2 separate regions of the Pelodiscus sinensis genome follow, and region 2 is linked to region 1. Evidence: chromatin contacts called from public Hi-C data. All regions are on one chromosome and are shown on one strand. Each heading gives the region's core, a stretch centred on a gene start, on an enhancer-like site or on the middle of the called end of the contact. The rest is flanking DNA. Distances are from core to core; before and after follow the strand shown. Region 1 holds the start of ANKRD6 (ankyrin repeat domain 6). Region 2 holds the start of LYRM2 (LYR motif containing 2).

The links. Hi-C and Micro-C count contacts between places; a contact is called where the count stands out from the background.
Region 2: a Hi-C map of blood shows a contact between it and region 1, with 3 times the contacts expected there. The contact joins the promoter of LYRM2 here to the promoter of ANKRD6 in region 1. A contact is called at or near these places in 3 of 5 Hi-C or Micro-C datasets (blood, liver and an unstated tissue).

What each region holds. Positions count from the first base shown.
Region 1 is chr3:64,208,761-64,214,654 of ASM4963464v1, forward strand. ANKRD6 (ankyrin repeat domain 6) reads left to right here and starts at 3,894. Exons shown (of 16, transcript XM_075923883.1): 1 at 3,894-3,911.
Region 2 is chr3:64,365,410-64,370,964 of ASM4963464v1, forward strand. LYRM2 (LYR motif containing 2) reads right to left here and starts at 2,960. Exons shown (of 3, transcript XM_075923890.1): 1 at 2,787-2,960. The coding sequence starts at 2,831. LOC142827834 (a long non-coding RNA gene) reads left to right here and starts at 2,953. Exons shown (of 5, transcript XR_012902598.1): 1 at 2,953-3,092. MDN1 (midasin AAA ATPase 1) reads right to left here. Exons shown (of 102, transcript XM_075923877.1): 102 at 4,416-5,359. The coding sequence ends at 5,171.

The sequences.
Region 1 (5,894 bases), core at 2,644-5,143:
GCCCGTCAAGTCATGCACGAGACTGAACTGAATAGCTGAACCTCTCTTGTGTCTGTAGAAGCCCTCAGGAAATCAAAATCTGAACTGCAGAAAAAGCTGCTGGAGATGGAGGACACTTGGTGGACAAATAAAACAACAGAATGACAAGCTTTTGCTCATCCTAATAATACCTGAGATTTTTTTCCCCAGGAGTTAAAATGTATAGAGTGTGAGGTGCCAATAACTGTTCAATCCTGTCCACTGTCAGCAGCATTGCCTGAGTACAGTATGATACTAGAAAGATGGAAAGAACATTTTGTGACTCTCCTCAATCGTGAGTCAAGCAGAAGGGATCAAATAGACTCAATCAAGCAAATAATCAGTTCAGTTTGAATTCAAAGATCCATTAACTTTGGAGGAGACTAAGAACTTATGGAAATGGAAAGGAAGATGGAACTGATTAATTTCCAGATGAAGTGCTCAAATCCAATGGTCCTACTGTTCACAAAACTTTACTAAACTTATTTACTTTATGCTGGGAAAATTAGGTTTTACTCCAGAATTTCAAAGATGTCAAAACAGTAACAATCTACTAGCATAAAGGGAACAGACATGATTGCATCAATTATCATGGCATTTCACCACTCTCCATTGCTTGTAAGATCGTTGGTAAACTGTTGCTACAAATGCTTCAGATGATTGTAGATGATATTCTCCCTGATTCCCAGTGTGGTTTTCATTCATCACGCAGCACGGCTGTTGACATGATATTTATCCTAAGCTAATCACAGAAGAAAACTGCTGAACAACAAACACCCCTATACATTGCCTTTGTTAACCTTTGTAAAATGTCCATTGGACATTTTGCTCTTGGGTGCCCAGACAAACTAATCAATCTTGCATGCTGATTCCATGACAACATGCAGCTCCTTGTATCAGTAGATGCCAACTTATCTGATCCCTTTGCTGTAGCCCATGGAAATAAACAGGACTGTGTGGATGCCCCATATTATTTGCTTTGTACTTTGCTGGAGTGCTAGAAGTTGCTGCATTTACTACCACTACTGGTCTAACTTTAACAACAAGATTCAATGACAGACTGTAAACCTCTGATTCAAGGCTAGCAGCAAATCCCAACAAAATGAAAAACAAAACAAAACCTGCTGTATACCAACAACACATTGTTTGTCACCCTTTCCAAGAATGACCTACAATATTTCCCAAATTCCTTTTCCCATGCTGTATCTTTTTGACATTTGTGTTGTGTTAAAAAAAATCCAGAAATCCTGGATCAACTATCTCCTGGCAGAAAAATATCACCTCCATCAGCACCAAGAATAAAACCAAACAGTTGCCAATTAAACAACATCAAGTCCTAGGTGTGATAAGGATTTATTATAATCCTATTTTAAAAATAGGAAACTGAGGCACAGAGAGATTAAATTACTGATTTGTTGTGATCACATAGGAGGTCTATTGCAGAGTCAGGAATAGGTCTCAAATCTACTGAATCTCAATTCAGTGCCATAAGCACAAAATCAGACTTGCTCTCTCTTGCAGAAATCCCCATTCTTCCTGACCTATGTGCCTTCACTATCACACAAATGCCTCCTTAATTTATTTGGGTCAGCCTTCTAGCTTTGACCTCTTCCTTTCCTGATTTTGGCCCATCCTGCAGTCCTGGACTCTTTGAAGCCAATGACACCAGTTATGTAGCAATTGCTATGGCATTAAGCCTTTTGTCCCCAAATTTCAATACATGTAATAATGAATAACAAGGAACTTACATGACAATAAGCATACCTCTTGATTTACACCCCCATGAAACTCTTCTCCTTTGATAGTCTCTCCACTTTTTATGCCAACCCTTGCTCAATATGTCTTATTTAGACTGTAAACTCTTGGGGACAAGAATCTGTCCTTTTTATTTATACAAAGCACACCAGGTACATAATATTTGTGTATTTTGATACATTTTGTATTGTGCTTAAAGGTAGGAATGTTATGAAAAATGAAGAGCCTGATTTTCAGTATTGCTGAGTAGACACAAAATCACTGAGATCAAAAAGAGCAGTTGGGAATCAGCACCTCTGCAAATTGGGCCTGGATTCACTGATGGCTGATACTTACGGATTAATAGGAATCCTTTCATTCTGTATATCATTAAGATCCTGATTGTGGCTCTGTAGTTCACATTCAGTTGAATTTTGCATGTAAAGCAGAGATTCAAGCTCTTTGGTGTCCTCTCCCCATATTACAACAACTTAATCTTTTAGCTTAATAGAAGGAGGAACTGCAGAGGATCTCCCTGAAGACCCAGATGATAAGGAGTACATGATTTGGCACCTTTATCTGGAGAAGTCATTTGAAGATGCCCCCTTTGAAGAACCCAAGGGCTACGTCTAGACTGGCATGATTTTCCGCAAATGCTTTTAATGGAAAACCTTTCCTTTAAAAGCATTTTCGGAAAAGAGCGTCTAGATTGGCACGGACGCTTTTCTGCAAAAGCACTTCAAGTGGCCAGTGTAGACAGCTGACAAGTTTTTCCGCAAAAGCACCTAACTTGCCAGTCTAGACACAGCCAAGAAGTACACTGAGCTGCAGTGGGAACCTGAGGCTGGTACTTTACAATGGACTCCCACACTCCTGACGAATATCTCTTTTTGGTCTGGTTACTGGTCTAGTGGATAGGAGGGACACAGTAGATACAACATAACCTTAATTTTTGAAAGGCTTGTGACAACATCCCACATAATGGTTTCATAAGCAAACTAAGGAAATGTGTTTTAGATAAAAGTACTGTAAGATGGGTGCACAACTATTGAAAGACTATATTTAAAGAGTAGCTCTCAACTGTTTCCTGTCAAACTGGAAGGATGTATCTAGTGAGGGTACTAGTCAATATTTGCATTAATGATTTCGATAAAGAAATGCAGAGTGCGCTTATAAAGATTGCAGATTGATACCAGGCTGGGAGGGGTTTCAAACCCTTTGGAAAACAGGATTAGAATTCAAAATAACCTTGGACACATCTACACAGCAGGGCAAAAATCGAATTAAGCTACGCAACTTCAGCTTCATCAATTGTGTAGCTAAGTCAAAACAGCTTAATTTGGCTTTTGGTGCTATCTACACAGCAGGAAGTCGAAGGAAGAGTATTCTTTTACTCCTCGTGAAATGAGGGTTACAGGAGTTGGAGTATGAAGACCTCCATCTTGACATTATTTCAAAATAATGGCTTGCTGTGTAGATGCGCATTATTTCAAAATGTCAGTTATTCCAAAATAACACTGCTGTGTAGACTTATTAGTAAATCGGTCTGAATTCAACAAGTTAAAATTCAATATAGAAAAATGAAAAGTACTTCACTTAGGAAGGAAAAACCAAATGCACAGTTACAAAATGGGGAATGACTATCTAGTGGTAGTACTGTTGGAAAAAGAGCAGAGAGTTATATTGGATCACAAACTGAATGAGTCAACAATGTGATGTAGTTGTGAAACTGGCTAACATCATTCTGGGATGTATTAACAGGACTGTTGGATGTAAGATATAGGAGATAATAATGTGGCTCTGCTTATGGGGAGGCCTCACCTAGAGAGCTCTGCTCAATTTTGGGCACTATAGGTAGGAAAGTTGAGAAGATACAGGGAACAGTACAAAGGAGAGCAACAAAAATGATACAAGATTTGCAAAAGTTGACCTATAATTAACAGGTTAAAAAACATGGGCATGTAAAGAGAGTGACTGAGTGCAATTGCAGGAAGGGGAGTGTTGTGCCCTGACAAAGCTAATCCCGAGAGGGAGCCAGCAGGAGGTGCTCCAGGGGTGACTAACAGGCAGCACGTATGGGTATGGTATGGGAAGCATGCGTGAGCATGCACGTGGTCTGGGGACTGTGTATGTCTGCAAGCAGAGACGCGGCTGCAAAGGTTCCGTTAAAACGTTTGCGGTGGATTTAGCTGGTTGGGAAATGGAAGGGTTTCTTCACACTTTCTTTTTCAGTTGAAATGTCATTTCTCTCGTCCCTTCCCCCCCCCCCAGCCACGATTGTGGATTGCCACGAGGCTCTCTCTCTTCCTCCCTCCCTCTCCGCAAACCGCTGAGAGCAGCCTCTCCCCAACCCACCCCCTGCGGCGGCCTTTGTCCTCGCCCGCCGCGACCTCTGGGTGTCGCTGCTGCAGAAGGCAATGGCGGGAATTGCCAGTTACCTGCCGAGGGAATCAGAGCAAGAGCTCGCAGGAACTTCGCGCCGTCCCGAGGAGAGCCCCCCGAGGAGGGCGGGGGAGGCTGGAGGAGCAGCAGCAGGAACTCCCCTTGCACGGCCTGGCTGCACTAGCGCCCCGGGGAGCCCGAGGAGAGGTAGGACTTGGTTGTTGTCGCCCCCCTCCCTGCACTGGCTCGAGTGACTCTCCCTGCGGGGGCAAGAGCGGCCCTTTTCCCTAGCAGCGGCCGGGCTGCGCACGCTGGCCCTGCTACCTCGGCAGCAGGTGTCTGAATTTCCCCTCCGCTAATGGAGCTGGCCCGCGGCCTAATCCCCCGCCTTCACACGGGACTTGCTCCTCGTTTGTAAACAAGCGAAGGGCGTGGGGCGCGAATGCAGCAGCTGCTCGCCCCCCGCCCGCCTGCAGGGCGGCGTTTTGCAGCCCGCCTGCCTCCCGCCCCACGCCCGCTGCTCGGAGCTGGGGAGAGCCACGGCCCTTCCCTGGCCAAGGCGGGACTTCGTGTCCGCGTCCCAGCTCCCCACTGCCCCGTGGCCAAGTTCCGCCGCCCGCAGCGCTGACTCGAGTCCCGCTCCCAGGGGCTTCAGTGCGAGCTGGATTGAGTCGCGACTGCAGGGCTGGGCCGCAGGTGGCTGAACTGCCCTTCCCCTTGAGACAGCCGGGTGAGAGGCTTGTAAACAGGCTGAGGTGATCCTTGTAAACAGGCAGTCAGGATAGAAAACGGTCTTTTCCTGGTCCCCAGATACCCATCTCCGCCTTCCAGCCCAGCAGGAGATCCCTTTTCTCTACCAGTGTTTCCCTGGTAAATGCTCTGTCCTGTAGCTGCAGTATTTACTGCTCCAGCCTTATTTTCAGGAGTTTGCGTCTCAGCTATAGCAGTGTTTGGTTTGGGATGTGATTTGATTTTAGGCTGCCTGGAGGCACAAAAAGGCTGATACTCAGAACTGCGAGGGAGGTTCTACCACTGGATGTTGTGAGTTTGGTTTCGATGGGAGTGAGCTTGGAACCAGTTAATGCTTAAGGCCTGGTTTTCTGCTATGGACAGAGCAGTGCCCAAATAGTAAAATAATGTTGGATGCATTTCCTTGGTAAGGCTTGCTCCTATAACTGGATTTGTGAAGGTGATAGAGAGGGAGTTTGTCTGCCTGGGTTTGATTGTAAGTGGCTTCAATGTCCTTATTTTAAAGCTTTTATAATGGTTTCTAATCAGCAGTGAAAATCTGGCCCAAAGTCATCCTTCCTTTTCTTGACATGAAATAAAAACTGACAAAGCTTTCCATTTATTTATTACACATAGTAATTATTCCCATGGATTTAACACCTTGTGATTACAATATGTTGAGCTATAACTAGATTATATGCTGTTTCCATCAATGGATGATCTGAAGTGCCATTGTCTCTTGCAGCATTTATTTTATTGCTAACACTAACATAGTAAACAGCTAGCATTCTCTGAGTAAAAGTAGGCATTACAGCAATAAGCATTGGTAGAGTTCCATCTTAAAGTGACCAACCAAGCATCTATATTCTAAGTGATTTGTGAATGGATTATTTTGATTTATATAAAGTGACTTATAATCATTGATATAAAACACCAGTGCAGGTAGGTTGGTGCTGAATTTCCTTCCTTCTGAAGGAAAGTGATGTTGAAATTGCTTTTTATCCACACATACCTCACCAATTATCTTGCAG
Region 2 (5,555 bases), core at 1,710-4,209, 160 kb after region 1:
TATGAAATCAGTGCTTCTTGCACAAGAACTATGATGCTCCCACTCAGGAATAAGTCCTCTTGCGCAACTGTTCTTGCGCAAGAGGCCAGTGTAGACAGGCAACATGAATTACTTGTGCAAGAAAGCCCTGTGGTTAAAATGGCCATCGGAGCTTTCTTGTGCAAGAGAGCGTCTACACTGGCAAGGATGCCAGTGCAGACGCTCTCTTCTGGAAACGTTTTTGCACAGGAACTCTTCTGCAAAAGAGTTCTTGCGCAAAATCATGCCAGTGTAGACGTAGCCTAGCTAATGTGGATGTAATTATACCAGTATAAAGTGCATCATTTCCCAACACCTCTAGGTGTTGCAGCTCTAGGTATACCAATATAAGCACTTTTATATAAGTACTACAGTGTCTACATTTAGGGGTGTAATACTACTTTAACTATACTGTGCAGTATAACATTTGCACAGACAAGCTATAAATATAAGACAAGAGACAACAAACAGATACAGAGGGGAGAGCTGAAAAACAAAAGATAATAATGGTCAATATGGTTAGACACTGGTCTCAGCAAACCAGCTGCATGACTATTGTCATTTTTGTAAGCATTACAGCAAGAGAGAGGTGCAATTGCTGATGTTTCTGGAGCACTAACCCCAGGCATGAGGGGCAGCATGGGAGAAAGCACAAAGAAGCTTTGAGATTTTAAAAAGTGGATGATCATTAAGGGTACGCCTAGACTGCAAGCTTCTTTCAAAAGAGAGCATCCATACCTCAAAGCTGGATCAAAAAAGCGATCTGCTTTTTCGAAAGAGTGTGTCCAGACTGCATGGACGCTCTTGTGAAAGAAAGCCCTGATTGCTATTCATAGAATGGGCACCAGGGCACCTGTGCTTTTTTCAATTGCATTTTCTTTCGAAAAATGTCCCTGTTCTGTGTCCACAGAGCTCTTTCGAAAAAGGCGTTCTTCCTCAGAATTTGAGGTTTACCAATGTTGAAAACCCCCCTGCGTTTTCTATTTAATTTAGAAAGAACACAACTGCAGTGTGGATGCAGGTGACGTTTTTTCGAAAAAAGGGCAGTTTATTCGAAAAAACCAGGTAGTATAGGCATACCCTTAGGTGGGCATCACTAACAAAATGGAAGCAGGGGTCAACGTCTCTATAGTTTATGAGAGTTAATAGGTAACTTGGGGATTGAAAATGGAGAAGAGAGGGAACAGATGAAGGGAGGGCATGGTCAAAGTGATGTGCTAGGAAAATGATCCTTGCAGCAGCCTTCTGAATGGATATTAGCAGGACAAGATTACTTTTTCAAGGCCAGAGAAGAGGCTGTGGCAGTGATTGAAGTAAGAGTTAAAACTCTTTAGATGCTTAGGCAAGGTTGTATGTTAAAGATATTCTACAACAATAACTGGGAATATTTAGACAGTTTAGATGTGAGATTCCAGAAAGAAAGCAGAGTCAAAGATCACATCAAGTTCTGACAGGGAGTAGGGATGTAATAGTGTGGTCGACTAAACAATTAACTGATAAGGTGCTTATTCGTTAACGTTATCGACAACATGCAACATCCACACCCTCAAGTACATTTTTTTAGCAGGCTAGCTGACAGGCTGGCTCAATCCCAGCTTGCGCCATGACCCAGCATCAACCCCCATGCTGGCTCTTAGTGCTTATAGTACAGAGCCACGGTGGGAGTTGTCAGACCCAGCAGGAGCTGGGATTGAGTGGAAGCAGTGCTACCCCTTATTAACTGTGTAGTCAACAAAATTTGTGTTGATTACACAATTAACGAATTACCCACTTCTTAACAGCCCTACCAGGGAGGACAGAGGAGGTATCCACAGTGCTTGAGAAATGGGGGAGGAAAAGTTTATGAGTTTAAGCTGCCAACTGAATCTTCAAGAGAGATCAGAGAGAGGCTAGATTTCAGTTTGGACAGAAACAGATAGATTCAGAGATCAGTGATGTTGGCATAGAAATAACTGAATGCAAGGTGGAACCTACAGAGAACTGGGAGAGGGGATGAGGAGGATTCTTCAAACAACATGCTGAAGGAACAATTAGAGAGAAAAAAAAATCAAGAAAGGACTAGTCACCAAAGCCAAGCCAGCTGAGTTTTGCAGAGGAAGAGCACAGCTGTGTCAAATAACGCTGTGAGGTGCAGGAGGAATAAGCACTATGTCAGAGGGGGCATTAGAGATACTGGGCATGTCTACTTGTACAGAGTTCCCCCATCAGTACAACAAAGCCACCTCTGCGGGTGGCAGAAGCTCTGCGGAGGGAGACGCTCTTGCACCCGCACATCACTGAGGACCAGCACTGGGGGTGGAATTCATGTCGCCCCGGGGCGGTTTCTTTCCACGCCGCGGCTCAACGCACACGCAGAGACCGGAGTCTCGGTGGGGTGGGAGGGGAGGCCGCTGGGTGGAGCTGTGGGTCCTTGGCCGGATTCAAAACTGGCCCGAGCCCCCCACCCAAGGTGCCCCCGAGCGGCTCAGCAGAGACTCCGGCTGTGAAAAAACCGCAGGCCTGTGCCAGCCCCCGGGCAGCGCCCGCCGAGCTCTGAGCCACGTGTCGGCCCGCGGGGGGAGTTCTCCGCCTCCACCCGGCCAGGCCGCACCGGCCCGGGCCGAGCCACCGAGTTTCCCGGCCGGGAGCTGCGCCCGGGCCCCAAGATGCGGGGCCTGGAGCCCCCGGCAGCAGCGACTCCCTCGGCCTCGACCGCGGGCCCGCCCGCCAGTCTGGTCCGGGCCGCCCATTCCCCGGGCCGCGGCGAGACGGGACCCCGCGGCCGGTACCTGCTTCAGCGTCAGCGCTGGCGGAAGCAGCCGGGCTCCGGCCATGGCGCCAAGCCCCGCGGCGAGAGCCGGGCCCGTTGGCCCGGGGGGGAGGAGGTTGGAGGCCCGGCCTCGATCTGCGCAAGCGCCGGGCCGCGCCCCGCCTCCGCCCCCTAAGTGCGGCGGTCGCTGCAGCGCCCCCTGCCCGGCCGTGGCACCTGTGCAGCCCTGGGGGCGGCCGTTTACCGGTCCGAGGCCAGACGAGCATATACGCCCAGGAAAGCTCCGTTTACATGTTGAAGGTGTCGCGGGACCATGTGCTGCTGTGTAAGTTTTCCCAGTTACAGACGAACCCCGCTCCCCTCTTGAAGCTTTTACACATTTTTTGGAGACTCTGGGAGGTGCTGCAGGATTACACATCGCTTTTAAAATCCCCCCGCTCCCCGCTTACAGACTAACCGGGCTACCCATCCACAGCTTAGGAAAGGTTTCCGACACCGTAACTCCACCCTCACACAAGAAGCATATTCCTAGAATGTCATTGTTTTGTTTCCGTCCGCTCTTCCTCAGCTTCCTTTTGGGGGATTTGGTAAGAATATTTTAGGCTGTGCAAAATCCCATCTTCTGCACATAGCTACTTCTCGGCATCCTATGTCCGCTCTATAGGCAGCTTCTTTTGAACTTGGCTGCCCTTCATTCATCTCCATGGTTTTAAAGGGTAGCATTCTTACTTTTTCCTCTATTTCCCTCTTGGATGTAGCCCTGTGTCCCTGCCAAAATTTTGATTGCTAAGTAGAATGCCCCCTTATGCCTCCTCCCTGTTCCTCTGGATGGACCTGCCTGAACTGTTCCCCTCACAGGCTCCAGTCACCTGTGCTTCTGTTGCTGAGATGTTCCCATTGAATGGGACCAGCAAGGTGACTCTATTGTATCCCTGGTCAGAAGGGATGTATCATGACAAGTCCTGCTGAAATTAATTGAAATTATTAAAATGGGAGACTAATAATAAAAATATATTTTTAAATTGGTATGTAAGTCCAAAAGCTGAATGCTATTTTAATCAATTGATGTAAACATTCCTAAGCCTAAAATCAGTCAATAAGTTATAAAGTACCCATTAGCATGTGAACAGTATTAGAGATGTTAAAATGAAGATTGTTTTCAAGTGTGTAACTGTTGAAATTTTCAGCAGTTACACATGGATATGGGGGGGGAAGGCAGCAGTGCGGGGGGGGGAGCACTGGCTCCCACCTGTTCCCTTCTCCACCCCCCCCCCCCATTATAGGCAGCAGCATGGGGGAGGAGAGAGAAGCTTATGTGTAACCAACATTTCAGTATTCAGACTTTCCACGTATGCATGTAGAATCCTAAGGGAGCTAGGTAAACTAGCTTGTCAGCAAATTTATATTGGCTAAGTAGCACAAATCAGCCAGAATGTTTAGGAAGCTGAAGCCACCAATAAAAACCTTAGAAAAGTGGCAACCCCTCAAAGTCTAAAACAAGTGAAATCTGTGAAGTAATGTCACCTATCTTATTTGAGGACTGTTTGTGTGATGTTCCAAAAACGTAAAGCATTATATGTTTACCAAATATTATTCCTGTGCGGTAGCTATTTTTGCTTCCTCAAGTGACAAGGAATTAACACCATCATTACAAACAGTGGTACATTGTTTTATTAGTACAGACAATAAGATGCATAGCTTTTGCAATGAAAAAGTCATGTATAAGCTTTAAGACACTTGGCTAAATAAATGTCTCTAATGTCTGTCTGGGACGGGGGCAAACTTCACAGTGTAAAATGATAATGCAGGGAAGATTATATCGTGGCATGTTTCATAAAAATACCCTGCAGACATTATCAAACAACCAGCAATAATTATTAAATAGTATGTGTTTAATCACAAAACACACTTTTAAGTATTCAAGTATTATATTTTGGTTGTGGAAACCCATTTTTCCCTCACCCACAGATACTACCACATGTGTTCAGTTAAAATAGTATTTTTCCAAGGCTGTTGAAGTACTTCCAATACAAGAAGTTCCTTCCCAGAAACAAGACTGCTCTTTTACTGCTATGAGCAGGAATGGAAATCACTCCCTTCAAGGATATGAACATTCCAAATAAAAATTCAAAGTAATAAATTACAACAGCGGTGGGGGAAGGTTTCATTATTATAGGGATAGGCAAATAAGTGAATACAGTCTTTCACTATTGCATAGGTCTCCTGCATTAGCAAATGGGGACAACACACCTAAAGCATTTCTTTTCTAGGCTGTCTGAATATCAGAAGGCAGATCCTGCACTTAAATCCTGGATAGAGAAAGATTTCATCAAAACACTGATGAAATGCAGTCACACTTCAGAAATTTAGCAGCAGTCAGATGTTTACTTGGCTTTGTAAATTCTATAGACTCTCTGAGGCAGTCACCAGTTCAAACCACTGTCGCAGGGCATCACTGAGAGTCTCTGGGAGTGCATTCACATCTCTGAGGATTATGTAGAATGGGAATGGGAACTCCTCCATGTAGGTTCTGATTTCAGGCATTTCTCCAGGCCCTTTGAATATAGGTACTTTAATGTCCAAGATGGAATCCTGTAAAAGAGTTAAAGGGATGACTAGAGACTGTTGGTACCATTTATCTACTTTTTCAAACACATTTCCCCACCATTACACAATTAAAGGCAAAATATTTTAAAATAAAACCCCCTATTTGGTAAGCCATATAGGACAGGTATAAAGCTAGGGGGGGAAGTGCATTTTTTCTCATATACTTATAGTCCTAAAACTT